3 separate regions of the Mus musculus genome follow, and all the other regions are linked to region 2. The links are chromatin contacts, called in public promoter capture Hi-C maps. All regions are on one chromosome and are shown on one strand. The core of a region is the stretch at or near the end of the contact, and the rest is flanking DNA. Distances in the headings are between cores, read along the strand shown. Region 1 holds the start of Mrm2 (mitochondrial rRNA methyltransferase 2). Region 2 holds the start of 3110082I17Rik (RIKEN cDNA 3110082I17 gene). Region 3 holds the start of Snx8 (sorting nexin 8).

What was found. Promoter capture Hi-C pulls out the DNA fragments that hold promoters and counts their contacts.
Region 1: a promoter capture Hi-C map of liver shows a contact between it and region 2, with 2.7 times the contacts expected there. The contact joins the promoter of Mrm2 here to the promoter of 3110082I17Rik in region 2. A contact is called at or near these places in 9 of 39 promoter capture datasets (the 3T3-L1 cell line, embryonic stem cells, fetal liver and 5 more) and 1 of 115 datasets of contacts at active chromatin or transcription factors (bone marrow-derived macrophages).
Region 3: a promoter capture Hi-C map of liver shows a contact between it and region 2, with 2.8 times the contacts expected there. The contact joins the promoter of Snx8 here to the promoter of 3110082I17Rik in region 2. A contact is called at or near these places in 2 of 39 promoter capture datasets (hippocampal neurons and liver) and 2 of 115 datasets of contacts at active chromatin or transcription factors (bone marrow-derived macrophages and microglia).

The regions. Positions count from the first base shown.
Region 1 is chr5:140,328,674-140,333,155 of GRCm38.p6, reverse strand. It overlaps Mrm2 (mitochondrial rRNA methyltransferase 2), which reads left to right and starts at 1,258. Exons shown (of 3, transcript NM_026510.1): 1 at 1,258-1,303; 2 at 1,887-2,176; 3 at 4,376-4,482. The coding sequence starts at 1,296. Nudt1 (nudix (nucleoside diphosphate linked moiety X)-type motif 1) reads right to left here and starts at 1,296. Exons shown (of 5, transcript NM_008637.2): 1 at 1,201-1,296; 2 at 683-733.
Region 2 is chr5:139,457,196-139,462,089 of GRCm38.p6, reverse strand. 3110082I17Rik (RIKEN cDNA 3110082I17 gene) reads left to right here and starts at 1,556. Exons shown (of 5, transcript NM_028469.3): 1 at 1,556-1,621.
Region 3 is chr5:140,386,185-140,390,971 of GRCm38.p6, reverse strand. It overlaps Snx8 (sorting nexin 8), which reads left to right and starts at 1,664. Exons shown (of 11, transcript NM_172277.3): 1 at 1,664-1,824. The coding sequence starts at 1,731.

The DNA.
Region 1 (4,482 bases), core at 9-2,508, 870 kb before region 2:
CTGGCTTCCTGACTCAGCAAAGTCAGCCATCTCTTATTAAGCACCGGCTGTATACAGCTGTCTTTCATAGCCACAGGATATCCACAGGATATCTTTCATATCCACAGATACCAGGATACCTTACCCTTCCATGGATACTGGGATTAAAGTATGATGAAATCACTTCTTTGAAATGGCATATTTGCCTGTAACTTACAGACATCCTCCGGCCCACTTTACATGCAAACTATGTAAATTGTTTTCATGTAGGGAGTGATGACAAATGTCCTCACATTCCATACAGATGAGTGATTTGTTTTGCAAGGATTTTAAACGAGACAGAGTTGTGCCATGTTCTCCATTCTGGACTTAAACTCACAATCTTCCCGCTCAACCACCTGAGTGTAGAATGACAGGCGTGCACCAGCGTGCTCAGCTCCTTGTCTCAGTGAAATGAGCAGTGAGGACATAGATTGGAATCAGGTAGAATGGGTGTGGCTATGGCTCTGTTGATTGGCATTGCTTCAAACAGAGTCCCCATACTGTTTCCCTTTGCAATGGAAATGGGAGTGGGTGGGTAGGGGAGTGGGGGGGAGGGTATGAGGGACTTTTGGGATAGCATTGGAAATGTAAATGAGGAAAATACCTAATAAAAAAAGTAAAAAAAAAAAAAAAAAGACTAAGAACAGAGTTTAAGACTTACTTTCTTCGTTTCTGAGGCGAAAACTAGTGCTCCGAGGTCAAATGGCAGAGCCTAGAAGCAAACAAGGGTGTCCTGGTAGCTGTGATAGGTGGTAAATCGGATGTGTGTCAGGGAACTTTGGACAACCTTTGGTCTGAATTGAGGTCAAGTGTTGCAGGTGTTGGAGACAATGCACATGGAGTGCAGAGCCCAGAACCTGCCTGCAGGGGGCACTCTGCAAATGCCGTTCCCTAGCCTCCCCTCCCAGGGGCTATGGCCGGTACAGACAGGCTGCAAACTGCCCATGCATCAGCTTACCGCCCAGGTCCCCTCTCCCTCTCATTTCTGCTCCCTACTCTCTGTAGTTTCCCTGGTCTTCCCGACCTCAGGCCTGCCCAGTACCCCAGTTTTCCTGGTGGGTTTGAAGCTGCTCTCTAGTCCTTCTACCCCTTCTCTCCCCAGATTTTCCCTGGCACCCCACTCCCGACCTCCAGCGTCTCTCCCGCACCCAGATCTCATTCGCCCGGGACCATCCATACCTTCGCGCCCCAGCCAAAGTTTCCCGGGGCGGAGCCTCGCGTTGGAAGCGAGGGCGGGACTTCCGGCGGCGGGAGGAAACCACCAGCAAGCAGCAATGGCCGGGTGAGTGAGTTACGGCGTCTGCCTGCGCTAAAAGGACGTCTTTGCATACAGGAACGGAGTGGATGACAGTAGTAGGGAGCTCAGTGAATTGTGTTGCAGAGGGGTGCTGGCGACCTCCGTCCCGGGGAGCGGGACACGGGTGTACGATGTTTATTCATGTACAGACGTGAGTGAGTGAGGCTTGCAACATAGAAATAGGTGTATGGGCTCCGTGGATAAAGCTGTGCATTCGGGAGGATTGGGGTTCGGATCCCCAGAGCCTACAAAATACTGGACATGTGTGCTGACCAAATGTAACCCCAGTGCTGGGGAGGCAGAGAAAAGGGGTCCCTGGAGAAAGCTGGCGAGATAGACTGGCAGGTTGGCGACCTTACATCAATACATAAGGTAGAGAGCAAGCGAAGGGGACGTCCCTTCTCTACTTTGGACCCCCATACACAGGCAGACACATGTGCACATACATGCTAATACACATGCGTGCATGCATATCGCACATACATATGCAGAAACAAAAAGGTTGAACCAAGACTTTCTTGCCTCTCTGTGTAATGCCCACCCGCTAACTCTTTTTTCGTCATTTCAGGCATCTGAAGCTGGTAGGCGTTCCCCTTAAGGTTCGGAGGTTACACACAGCAGTGTGTCACTACAGGGGCCGGACCGGCGCTGAGCACCTGTGGCTCACGCGGCATCTAAAGGATCCGTTTGTGAAGGCCGCAAAGGTGGAGAGTTACCGCTGCCGCAGTGCCTTCAAACTCCTGGAGATGAATGAGAAGCATCAGATCCTGAGGCCCGGTCTCCGGGTGCTGGACTGCGGGGCAGCTCCGGGAGCCTGGAGTCAGGTGGCAGTGCAGCGCGTCAATGCCACAGGCGCAGGTGGGACCTGCTGGACTCCCAGCTCCTCTGACTACTGCTAGTGAGCAGCTCTTACCTAGAGACATTGTTTGAGGCTCTTTCTAAGTAGGTTTAGAGATGAGAGTTACAGAAATACGACACAGGCTGGGTACAGGACACAGCTGCTAAGTAAAGTCAGGCCCCGCAGGCCTACGAGGTGGAGGCAGGATTAGAAGTTCAGGGTCATCCCAGCTACATGGTATGTCTGTACTAGAGAAAAAAAAAAGGGCAGAGGTAGGGGGTTGGGAAGGGAGCACAGGGTGGTGGTGATGCTATGAAGATGGGTTAGTCAGCAGTGGTTCTCACTCTGGGCTGTGACCCACTGGCTTGGTGGTTGAATGGTGCATGCCGGTAAGGCTGACAAGCTTGAGTTCTCGCCCCAGGATTTACACTGTGGACGGGAGAATTGACACCAGAAAGTTGCTGTGTGGACTCCACAAATGTGCCGTGGCGTGTGCTCACTTGCTTATATACCCTCTCACATACATGATTAAATAAGCAAAATGTTTAAAAAAGAACAAAGAAGAAAACCACAGGAGTTGGCGGACAGCCTGGGTTCGCACTATGTCCCTTTCTCTAAACAAAACAAAAAGCCCCAGAAAACTAAACAATAATGGCTTCCTTTGCTTTCTGTTGCTGTCATAAGCACCATAACCAGACACTGTGAGTAGGAAAAGGTTTCCACCTGGGCTGGGGGTCTGGGCCCTGTAAGAAAGCAGGCTCTTCGAGCCAGGGGAGCAGGCAGGCTGTGCGAGCCAGGGGAGCGGGCCAGTCAGCAGCACCCTCCATGGCCTGTGCATCAGCAGCTCCTGCCTCCAGGCTCCAGCCTTGATTGAGTTCCTGTTCTGGCTTCTTTCAGTGACAGTGATATGGATGTGTAAGTCACGTAACCCCCTTCTTCTCCAACTGGATTTTTGGTTATGGTGTTTCATCACAGCAGTAGAAACTCCAAGACAGCAGGGTTTGGGGACAGGACTACTAATGTGTCCCTGAAGCCTAGGAGCTCTTGGAGGTCCCACTGGGGCCACTGGATTCCTTACTCTGGGAATGTGATAGGCTGTGTACTGTGTGTGTGTGTGTGTGTGTGTGTGTGTGTGTGTGTGTGAAATGGTGCCCAAATAGGAAAGAGAAAAAGCGAAAAAACAGCTGCATCTGTGACATTGCCCAGCTGTGGTGGCTATACCTGTGACCCTAGCCCTCTGGTGGTAGAGACAGGAGAACCAGGAATCCCAGGCCTGAGTCACACAGTTCTCAAAGAACCAAGAGCCAAAAATGAAGGGCTTGGCTCTCAGAGAGGACTCAAGTTCAGTTCCCAGCACCCACATCAGGCAGCCCCTAGCCTCCGTGATTTCACATCCAGGCCTTGAACTGGGCAGGTACCTGCACTTGAGTGCACATTCACACATATGTAAATAAATAATACATCTGGAAGACAAAACAGTAGAGCATGGTCTCACATGGTTCTAGCCCTTTAGAGGCAGAGGCATCAGTTCTCTGAATTTGAGGCTAGCCTGGGCTATATAGTGAGATTGTCTCAAGGAATAAAAAGCAAACAAACATTAAAAACCAAAAAGGATTGTTGGGAGCTGGGTATGGTGGTGCCCACCTGTAACCTCAGGTACTCACTGGGTTAAGTCAGGAACTTATTATGTTTTGGGCTAGCCTGGGCTACCTACTAAGATTCCCATTTTAGAACCAACGCATACTAAATAAAATAAAAAATCATTTGGAAGAAGAGTCCTTCTGTGGGAGGGGAGCCTGGGGTAGTGAACTGACAGTGAAGTGGGATTCAGCACCTTGGCTGCGGTTCACCTCGGCTTGTCACTCTCCACGATGGCAAGGCCATTTCCTTTCTAGGTCTCAACTTCCCCAGCTATGCCAGGGGGAGTAGAGGACACCCTACACTCTACTACGTGTCTTTATTTATTTACTTATTTTTCAACTTTGAGAGACGAGATCTCACTTGGTAGCTCAAACTAGCCTTGAACTTGTGACAGTCCTCCCGCCTCAGGCTCCCAAAGTGCTGAGGTTATAGCCTGTGCCATTATTACATCTAACTCATGTGCCTTCATACCAAAGGTCTTTTGCGCACATACATGCATGGGTGCCTGACTGCCTTTTGTGACTTGTTTTTTGGTAGGGAGATTCATGGTTTAATAACACATTGTGTTACTTCCTTAGATTCCAGCTCTCCTGTGGGCTTTGTGCTTGGGGTCGATCTCCTTCACATATTCCCTTTGGCGGGAGCAACTTTTCTATGCCCTGCTGATGTGACTGACCCCAGAACT
Region 2 (4,894 bases), core at 307-2,806:
CTCTGTGAGCTCAAGGCCAGCCTGGTTTTCAGAGTGAGTTCCAGGCTAGCTGGGGCTAAACAGAGAAACCCTGTCTCAAAAAAAAATAAATAAAATAAGGTATCCTTATACAGAAAGATTGTTACCTGTTATCTCTGTGTTGGCCACTTTCACAGCAAATGCCAGCTGAGCTAGAGTTCTTGATTCTCAGCCTGTTAGAGGCTTCAACAAAACTCAGGTGAGGGAGTCTGTCTTTTCTCATTGCTTGATAATTCCCCTCTCTCTATTCTGCATCACAAGGAATTTACTGTCTCCTCTTAGTTGGCTAGCAGCATCAGCAATAAATCACACCCACTCCATCTGTAATTTTGTCATTTTGAAGCAGGGTCTCACTAAGCCTTGGCTAACCTGGAACACACTATGTAGACCAGGCTGGCCTCACACTTGTAGAGATCCACTTGCCTCTGACCCAATGCTGGAATTAAAGGCTGTTGTGGGGTACTCTGAAGAGAAGACTGCTAGACATGGTTTAAGCCAATAGAAAATCTTTATTAGCTGTCCAGCAACTACACTGGGTGATGGAATCCTAGTGTAGCACTGAGCCTTTTTCCAGGTGATTTTTTAAGCACTAAAACCATGTTCCGAGTTGACACACAGTTAAAAAGAAGAGTAAACCAGAAGTGGAACTAGAGAGGCTGGAAAGCAAGGTTAGTGTGTGTTGAGACTTTCCCAGCACTATATGGACTCTGATGGACTAGGCCCTTGTTTTAGTTTGGGCAGGTGGTGCTGTCTATGTGCTGCTAAGTTTTACAGCCTCATGGTACTTCCAATGTGGAGTCAGTGTGCTAAGGTCTGGTGGCCTACTAAGGTCTATGGCCCTGTTACAAGGCCAGTGACAGCTATGCCAGACCCTTTACATTACTTCTTCACTACTTTGTGTGTGTGTGTGTACACATACATATATTATGAAATGTACATATTTACTTATTTAGTGTGTGTGTGTTTAGAGGTCAGAAGACAGCTTGTGGGAATTGATTTTCCTTCCGATTTATGGATCCTGGACATCAAACTAACGTTACCAAGCTTTACAATAAACACTTTTACCGTCGGAGGCATCTCACTGGCCTTTATGAATCTCGAGAAGACCCCGAGTTTCTGATCCTCCTCCCTCTATCTCTTTGGTGCTGGGATTATAGGCTACAACAGGGTCCGACTTTGAACTCCCTACACAGCGGAGGATAGCCTTGAACTCCTAATCCTTCTTCCTAGCTTCCCTAGGGCTGGGACGAAAGGCGTGCACCTCCAAGCCCGGCACCCCTCGGATATTCTAACTTTACCTGCTGGAATTCTCTGAGAGGTGTTCTATCTGTTCAGCCCAGCACCAGCGGCCAGAATTCGGCCGCACGTGCCCACGCCACCAGGTGTTGCCCTGGCAACTGACTGCGCTCTCAGCTCAGAGAGATGACGCCAATATCCTGCGCCAGGGCTGCGCCCTCCCATGCGGCGGCCATTGGCTGGCTGGAAGATGGACGCCTTCCCGATCCAATGGATAGCGCTGATCTTCTGAGGGCGGGACGGCGCGGAACCTGCTGAGCTGGTGGTGGAGGCGCGTGGCAGAGGTGTGCGAGAGTGGGAGCTGCAGGTGCGTGCTGGGTAGGGTGGGGTGACGGGGGGTTGTCGCATCCGCCCGGGGAGACGCGGTCCTGGGCCGGGCTGTGCGTCTCTGCGCAGCTCTCCACGTGGATTTCCAGAGATCTATTCAACCACCCACCTACCCATTTACCCCTGTTGATACAGGCGACCACTTAGCCATTCGTCCACTCCTCCGTCTACTTAAACGTCCATCCACTCCTCTACCCAATTATCCATCCGTCCACCCACCTATTCATCCAGGCACCCACCCATCCATTCATCTATATCCTTCATCCACCCACCCACTTATTCATGCACCCAACAGTCCTTCCATGTATCCATTCTTACAAGTTGGGTGTGGTGGTACACAGCTGTGGTCTCAGTATCCTGAAGGCTGGGACTGAAAAAAATTGCCGCTAGCTCGGTCTAGCCATGTCTTCTAAATGAGACTCCGTTCAAAAAAAAAAAAAAAAAAAAAAAGATTCTTTGGGTTCCTTTTCTGTATCGGTGTCACTCAAGGCTCTGGGAAGAAACGGGGGCCAGAATAAGAATCCCAGATCTAGGGAGCCCAGGTTTTTGACTGTAGAAGATCTCTTACTAATGGTCTTAGGTACCATGGAGATAATTTAAGGGAGTCTTGTTCCTTCTTTGAGCTTGCTGAGGCATAGTCTTTCTGGTTTCTGCTGCTGCACTGTGTACCCCAGGCTTACCCCCCTGTCTCTGCCTTCCATCTCACCATAGGAGAGACGAGACGACAGATTCACACACTGCATCCAGCTTTTTATGTAAGTCCCAGGAATCGAACTCATATTATCAGGCTTGTTCGGCAGGTGCTTTTACCCACTGAGAACTCCTAGCCCTCTGTCTTCTTATTTCCTTGCTGCATGAAGCAGCAGTCAGTGCCTCTGGATTTCATTTCCTAAAGGACTAGTGACATTGGGCATCTTTTCATGTTCTTCACTGTTTGTTCAAGACCTTTGCCCATTCTAGAGTTTGCAGTGTGTGTGTGTGCCAGAGGTCAACTTTAGGTGGTCCCCAGCAGCCATCTACCTTGTATGTGACAGTGGACTCGACAGGCTAGGCAGGGACGGAACTCAGGTCTTCAGGCTTAGTGGCAAGCGCCTTTACCTGCTGAACCATATTGCTTTCTCCCCCTCCCCCACCACTTCTTTTGTTTGGTTTTTGTTTTGTTTTTTGAGAGAAGGTTTCTCTGTATAGCAAGCCCTGGCTGTCCTAGACTCCCTTTGTATACCAGGCTGGCTTCGAACTCACAGAGATCTTCCCACCTCCGCCTCTAGAGCTCTGGGATTAAAGGTGTGCACCACCCCACCTGGTGCCCAAATTCTTTTATTGTATAATTGCCAGAGTTATTCTGTGGTGGTGGCCATGCATGCCTTTAATCCCTAGAGGCAAAGGCAAGTGGATCTCTGTGAGTTTGAGACCAGTGTGCTCTACAGAGGGAGTTCCACAACAGCCAGGTTATGGAGAAACCCTGTCTTGAAAAGCAGAAAAACAAAAAGAGTTCTTCTCAGGCTCCACCACATGCAGATTTCCTGCCTGTAATGTGTGAGACAAGCACTGCTCTGAGTTGTCTTTACTTTCTTGCTGGCACTGTTCCCTGGGAGAAGCTTTTAAATTTTGTTTTATTATTTTCATTTATTTTTTAAAATTGCTAATGTGTGTGTGTGTGTGTATACCATGTGTGCGTAGGATCCCATGGAGCTCAGAAGAGGCGTCAGATCTCCGAGAACCGGAGTTCTCAGTGGGTAAAAGCACTTGCCGCACAAGCTTGAGGACCTGAGTTCGATCCCTGGGACTTACATAAAAAGCTGGATGCAGTGTGTGAATCTGTCATCTTGCCTCTCCTATGGCGAGATTCGAGGTGGTGATAGGAGAGTTCCAGGTAGCTGTGAGCCACCGTGTGGATGCTGGGAACTGAACCTAGGTCCTTTGCAAGAGTTGTAAGTACTCTTAACCTATGAGCCATCTCAATAGCTCCTTTCTATTTCTATTTTTAAGTGTGTGTGTGTGTGTGTGTGTGTGTGTGTGTCCAGAGGTGTTGGATCTGGAGCAGGAGTTACAGTTGATTTTGAGCTGCCTGAGATGGGTGCTGCCAACTTGGGTCTTCTGCAAAAGCTGGTAACCAGTGAGCCTCTCTCCAGCCCAAGGACAGAAGGTTTTAGTTATGAGGTAGTCCAGCTTATTTTTCTCTTGACTATCTAGTTATTGGTATTTATTTAATGTATGTGAGTACACTGTAGCTGTACAGATGGTTGTTGGGAATTGAATTTTTAGGACCCCTGCTTACTCTGGTCAACCCCGCTCGCTCAGGCCCAAAGATTTATTTATTATTATACATAGGTACACTGTAGCTGTCTTCAGACACACCAGAAGAGGGCGTCAGATCTCATTACAGGTGGTTGTGAGCCACCATGTGGTTGCTGGGATTTGAACTCAGGACCTTTGGAGGAGCAGTCAGTGCTCTTACCCCCTAAGCCATCTCGCCAGCCCTAGCTCCTGGTATTTTACCTGAGAGAACACAGTGTTCTCCAGGGCCATGAGGGCTCATCCCTGGAGAGTCTAGCAATCGTAGGCTGACCTGTTAAATCCAACTCCCAGCTCTCAGGAGGCAGAGGCAGGCGGATCTCCGTGAGTTCAAAGTCAGCCTGGTCTATATTGTGTATAAACAGAAGTGTATTAGGCTTGGACTCTTTGACATGTGGGGCTTGGTCCGCCCTGCGTGAGTTCTGAGTGCATACTCACTTCCCCCGTGACTCTTCAGCAGTCTTCCAGCAGCTGGTGGATAGAGTGCTCTTTGAATTGTCACGGTACCCTTGTTGAAAGTCACTTGACCACAAACAAACGCAGATGCTCACTAGAACAAACCCTCATTGCCTCAGTTGGGAGCTGCTGTCTCTTAGAACCTGGTAACATTAGAACCATCTTCTTCGCAAATAGACTTCCTGGTTAACTTTTTAACGCTAACTTCCAGGGTGAACGCAGGCCTCGCTTCTCTCCTAAGTGGTGTGTAAATATTTGCTGAACTTGCCTTATTTCTCTGACGAGGTAATTGGCTGGCGTCACCACCCCTATTTCCAGTGTCCCTGTGTCAACATTTTCTCCTTCTTTTAAGATTTCTTATTACATTGTTAATTGAAATTTGTAGCCTCTGGTTTCAAATATTCTTCTTCTTCTTTTTTTTAACGGAGGAGGCTTAATTAAAAAAAATAGAGAGAGCTTGGAGTTTTCTGATTTAGAATAGTATAGTATTATTTCTGTGTGC
Region 3 (4,787 bases), core at 415-2,914, 930 kb before region 2:
AAGATCTGGGGCTCTGTTACACTTCTACACAATAGATTGTAGTCCTGGAAAATAAAGGGAACTAGACGCAGCTACAGCCAAGCTTAGGGCTTTAAAAACTTTAGAGGCACCAGCAGGGAGACTGAGAGGCATCCTAGGGCTCCAACCTTGGAGCCTTCAGTCCACTCCATGGAAATCATTAGACATCAATATCTGGAGAGGCGAGGTCTTTACTGTGAAATAAGAAAGGCCTTCCCTGATGGAGTCGAGACAGGGTTTCTCTGTAGCCCTGGCTGTCCTGGAACTCACTTTGTAGACCAGGCTGGCCTCAAACTCAGAAATCCACCTGCCTCTGCCTCCCGAGTGCTGGGATTAAAGGTGTGCGCCACCACACCCAACTGTTCTGATGGAGTCTTATTAATAACCCTCTTCTTCTCCCAGATATTTTTTTGCTTTTCCTTTACTTGAGATAATGTATCTATATGCAGTTTAGGTTGCCTTTCTTTTTTCTTTTTCTCCTTCTTTCTTTTTCCTTTCTTCTTCTTCTTCTTCTTCTTCTTCTTCTTCTTCTTCTTCTTCTTCTTCTTGTTCTCCTCCTCCTCCTCTTCCTCCTCCTCCTCCTCCTCCTCCTCCTCCTCCTCCTCCTTCTTCTTCTTCTTCTTCTTCTTCTTCTTCTTCTTCTTCTTCTTCTCTCTCTTCCTCCTCCTCTTCTTCTTCCTCCTCCTCCTCCTCCTCTTCCTCCTCCTGCAGTTCTAGACTCAGTCCTCATATTCAGCCCCGGGTCAGACACTGCTCCTGTGTGCTCTTACATCCTTGCTTCCCTCTGTCAGTCAGAGGGCCAGGCCTGGAGGTATGTATGTTCAACTTAGCTCCTAGGGAGGCTGAGGCAGGAGGATGTTCTGCCTTAGCTACAGAGTGAGTTCAAGGCTAGCCTGGCTAACTAGACCCCGAGTCAAAATAAATACATAAAGCTCAACGTCCTGGTGTGCATCTTCAATCCCAGCACTCAGGAGAGAGAGGCAGGCAGATCTTTGAGTTTGAGGCTAGCCATAGTGAGTTCCAGGACAGCCAGGGTTATATATTGAGACCCTATCTCCAACAATATACAAATAAATAATAAAGGGCTGGTGATACATAGCACAGTGGTAGAGGGCCAGCTCAGCATGTGGGAGCCTATGGGCTCAATCCCCAACAGAAAGGAGAATGGCCTGGTTATCTGCAAACAATTATGGAATGTTGTTCCTCATCAGTAATCTTCAGAGACCTATTATAGTCAGAAGACCTACTCTCTAGCCATGTTTCACGCTCCAAATCCCAGAAGGTACTAGAACACTGTTCTAATGTCCGTAGCACCTTTCACAGGGGCTGCCCCGGAATTCACAGAGCATGTGTGAGTGGGCAAGCGAATGCAAAAATGAATGGCAGCGTGGGTCAGAGGGTGGGCAAGAAGATGAGTAACAGCTGCTGGCTAAGAGCGGGGAGGTGGGTGCGCACTGGAGGGAGGTGGCACTAAGCAGCTGGGGCGGTACTCGCGCTAGCACTCAGTCTTGGACCAGAGCTGCTGAACGCTGCCCCGGCCGCGGCCACGTGGTTGGGGCGTGGCTCGTGGGTAGGGGCGTGGTCTTACTGCTTGGGGTGAGCGGAGGGGCGTGGCGAGGTTGGCATGGGCGTGGCCACGCCGGACAAGAGCTGGCGTGGGCGGGGCTGGCCGGGCGGGCGCGGGAGGAAGTCACGTGGGCGAGCGGGCTCACATGACTGGCCGCGCGATGGACCCGCTGCCCTCGCCGGCAGTCGCTGCAGCTGCTGAGGCGGAGGCTGACGAGGAGGCGGATCCGCCGGCGACAGGTAGGGCACGCGGCCCGATGGCCCTGTGCGGAGAGCCAAGTGCTTCACACTCGGGGACCACCTGTCAGTGCCACACCTCGCCTGGCCGGGGTGGGGGGGTGGACATTCTTGGGGCCAGCCTCTTCCCGCTGCTCCCTGGGACGCTGCTCTTCAGCCCTCCGTTAGCGAGCGGCCGTGTGGAGTTGCACCTGGGTCTTTTCTGACCCCACTTTGGAGACGTGGTCTAGAGAGTGGTTTATATTCATGTGTGACCATGTCCAGGGAAAGGGATGTGTCTTTGGTATCAGACTCTTTTTCCTGGGGTCCCCGGCTTTGTGGACTGTGGGGACGCATCCATGTGGCCAGAGGCGCAAGGGTGGAGCTGGGCCTGGTGTGTGCCAGCCAGGTCTGGCCAAGTGTCGCTGAGTATGGCCATCTAGAGCATTGGTGGAAAGACAGGTTCTTCTCTTGGGACGAAGGGTTTAGGGTAGTACTTTTAACCCCAGGGGAGGGAGGAGGATGTCAATGAACGCCTCTGAAGAATGGAGAGAAGGTGAAACTCCCCTCGGAGTTGGTCAACAGTCTTTGGGTCTTGTTGGGTAAAACATTGTATTTTTGAGGTTGTATGTTTGAGCCACCACTTAAGTCCCTATACCTGGGCGCCTTGAGAAAGGGAGACTGATCCAGAGCTACTTATGCCTTTTAAGAATGCTTTTTTAAAAAAATATTTCTAACTGTGTATATGTATGTGTGTGTGTGTGTGTGTGTGTGTGTGTGTGTGTGTGTGCGCGCGCGCCCTTGGAGGACAGATGTGTTAGATTCCCGAGAGGCCAAAGTTTCACCTGCCTGTTAGCCACTCAGTAGAGCTGCTGGGACCCAGACTCCTGTCCTCTGCAAGAGCTCTGGAGCCTGTGCTCTGAGCCCCTGCCTGACTCATAAAGCAATTCCTTGTGGCTTGTAGCAGTGGTGATGGGTTAGAGCTCTCTTGGCAAATTTGGGATCTTCCATATTACTTCCTAGAGAACTCAGCTAATGGCTGACGTTAGGAAGGATTTCGTCTAGATTTTTGACAGATCTTGGGCAGTGGTGTGACTTGTGTGTTAGTCACAGCCATGTAGTCCTTCACGATTGACAGGCCATCCCAGTAGCCACGTAAGTAGGAAAATGGGTTTTTCAACCTGTCACTTCCTTCTGTATGTATGAAACTTGGCACCAAGCTGGTGATGTGGCGAAGGAGATTTTCTTCCTTCTGCAAGAAACTTAGTTGGAGTGTGTCTTGGTGGAGCCTTTGGCTGGATGGACTAGAGTCAAAACACCTTTGGGAATCACTCTTGGGAAAACGTATTCTTGTGTGTGTGATGTTCTTGAGAACAGTGTGGCATGGCACAGGGATGGCAGTCAGAGGACAGCTTTGTGGAGTCACTTCTCTCTTCCACTGTTCCTTGAGTTCTAGGGATGGAGCTTGAGGTGGGTGGGCTTGTGTGTGTGAATGCAGGTAGCCACTGAGCCCTCTCACCTGGTCCCGAGGATGGCTTTGCTTTCAGAGGTAAAGAGCTCAGGCAGCGAACTTTCACAGGTTGATTTTCACTTCACTTCCTCTTCCTCTTCCTCATCCTCTTCCTCCTCCTCTTCCTCTTCCTCCTCCTCCTCTTCCTCCTCACCTTTTGCCTAGTAGCCTCCACCTTCACAGTTGGCTGATTTTTGACATCTCAAAGGATTAACTAGTGTGACTTATGGGTACATAGCAGATTTCCACTTTGGCTACCCCTTCAGAGCTGCCGGTAGTAGTCATGCGTAAAGTAGTGTTTGTGTTTGTAGCGGTTTGGAACTGCTGGGAGGAAAATGGGCTCATTGTGGTTTTCAGCACACAGATCCATTATTCGAAAGGTGAACCGTGTATACGCTGCAGGAGATTGGTCCTCAGGAGAACTGAACTTAGTGTGCTGACCTGCCTGGTCTTGAGCTCATAGAGGTCAGCCTCTGTCTCCTGACTGCAGGGATTAAAGGCATGTGCCACCACAATCAGCCTTATTTGTTTATTTTTGAGACAGTGTCTGCTATGTAACTCAGGTTGGCCTCAAACCCATAGTCCTCCTGTTCTCCGTATCTTGTCTTCTGGATGCTGAGATTGTAGGTACATGCTATCACACATGGCTGCACCTTGTGTGAGCAGAGGTCAGTGGTCCAGAGCAAGTTACACTTGCCGAAAACAAAGTGTCACAGCCTCCATAGTCCGTGATGGAGCATTCACAGGCTGGCCTCCCTGTTCAGACGGTAGATAGCATCTACCTAAGCCAGCAACCCTAGGCTGACGGTTTCCATGTCTCTTTCAAGTTGCCTGGCTCTTTTTTGTCTGCTTCCACTTTTAAGGACCCCTGTGAATAGGGGAGGCACCCAGAAAATGAAGATTTGTGTTCTTATGTTCACTTCAGAACAGCCTCGAATTTCACTGTAATTCTAATTCCTTTTGCTGAGTGAAAGTAAGAACATCACCTTTTCTGGGACTAGGATGCAGACATCTTTGGGGTCTTATGTCGCGTTCATCACAAGAAGATATCCTAGGAGTGGAATTGCTGGCTTCTAGGATTTGCACACTTGCTGTCTTTGACTGATGGAAGGCTGGTGCCATGGCTCAGCCAGCAAAGGGACCTGCTTGGGTGTCCTATGTTTGATTCTCAAATGGGACGGATGGAGAGAGTTAAGAACATTTAATTTTGTTTTAATATCCATTATCTTGATTAGTAATGAATTTCAGTTCCTTTACCTCCTTCCTGGTGTGACTCAGTCTCTGGTTTGATTGAGTCTCTTCCTCAATGGCTCGTCACCTTATTTTTGTTTTAAAGATTTATTGGTTGGGTGGTAGTGACCCCTGCCTTTAATCCCAGCACTTGGGAGGCAGAGGCAGGCAGATCTCTGAGTTCCAGGCCAGCCCGGTCTACAGAATGAGTCCTAGGACAGCCAGGGCTACACAGAGAAACCCTGTC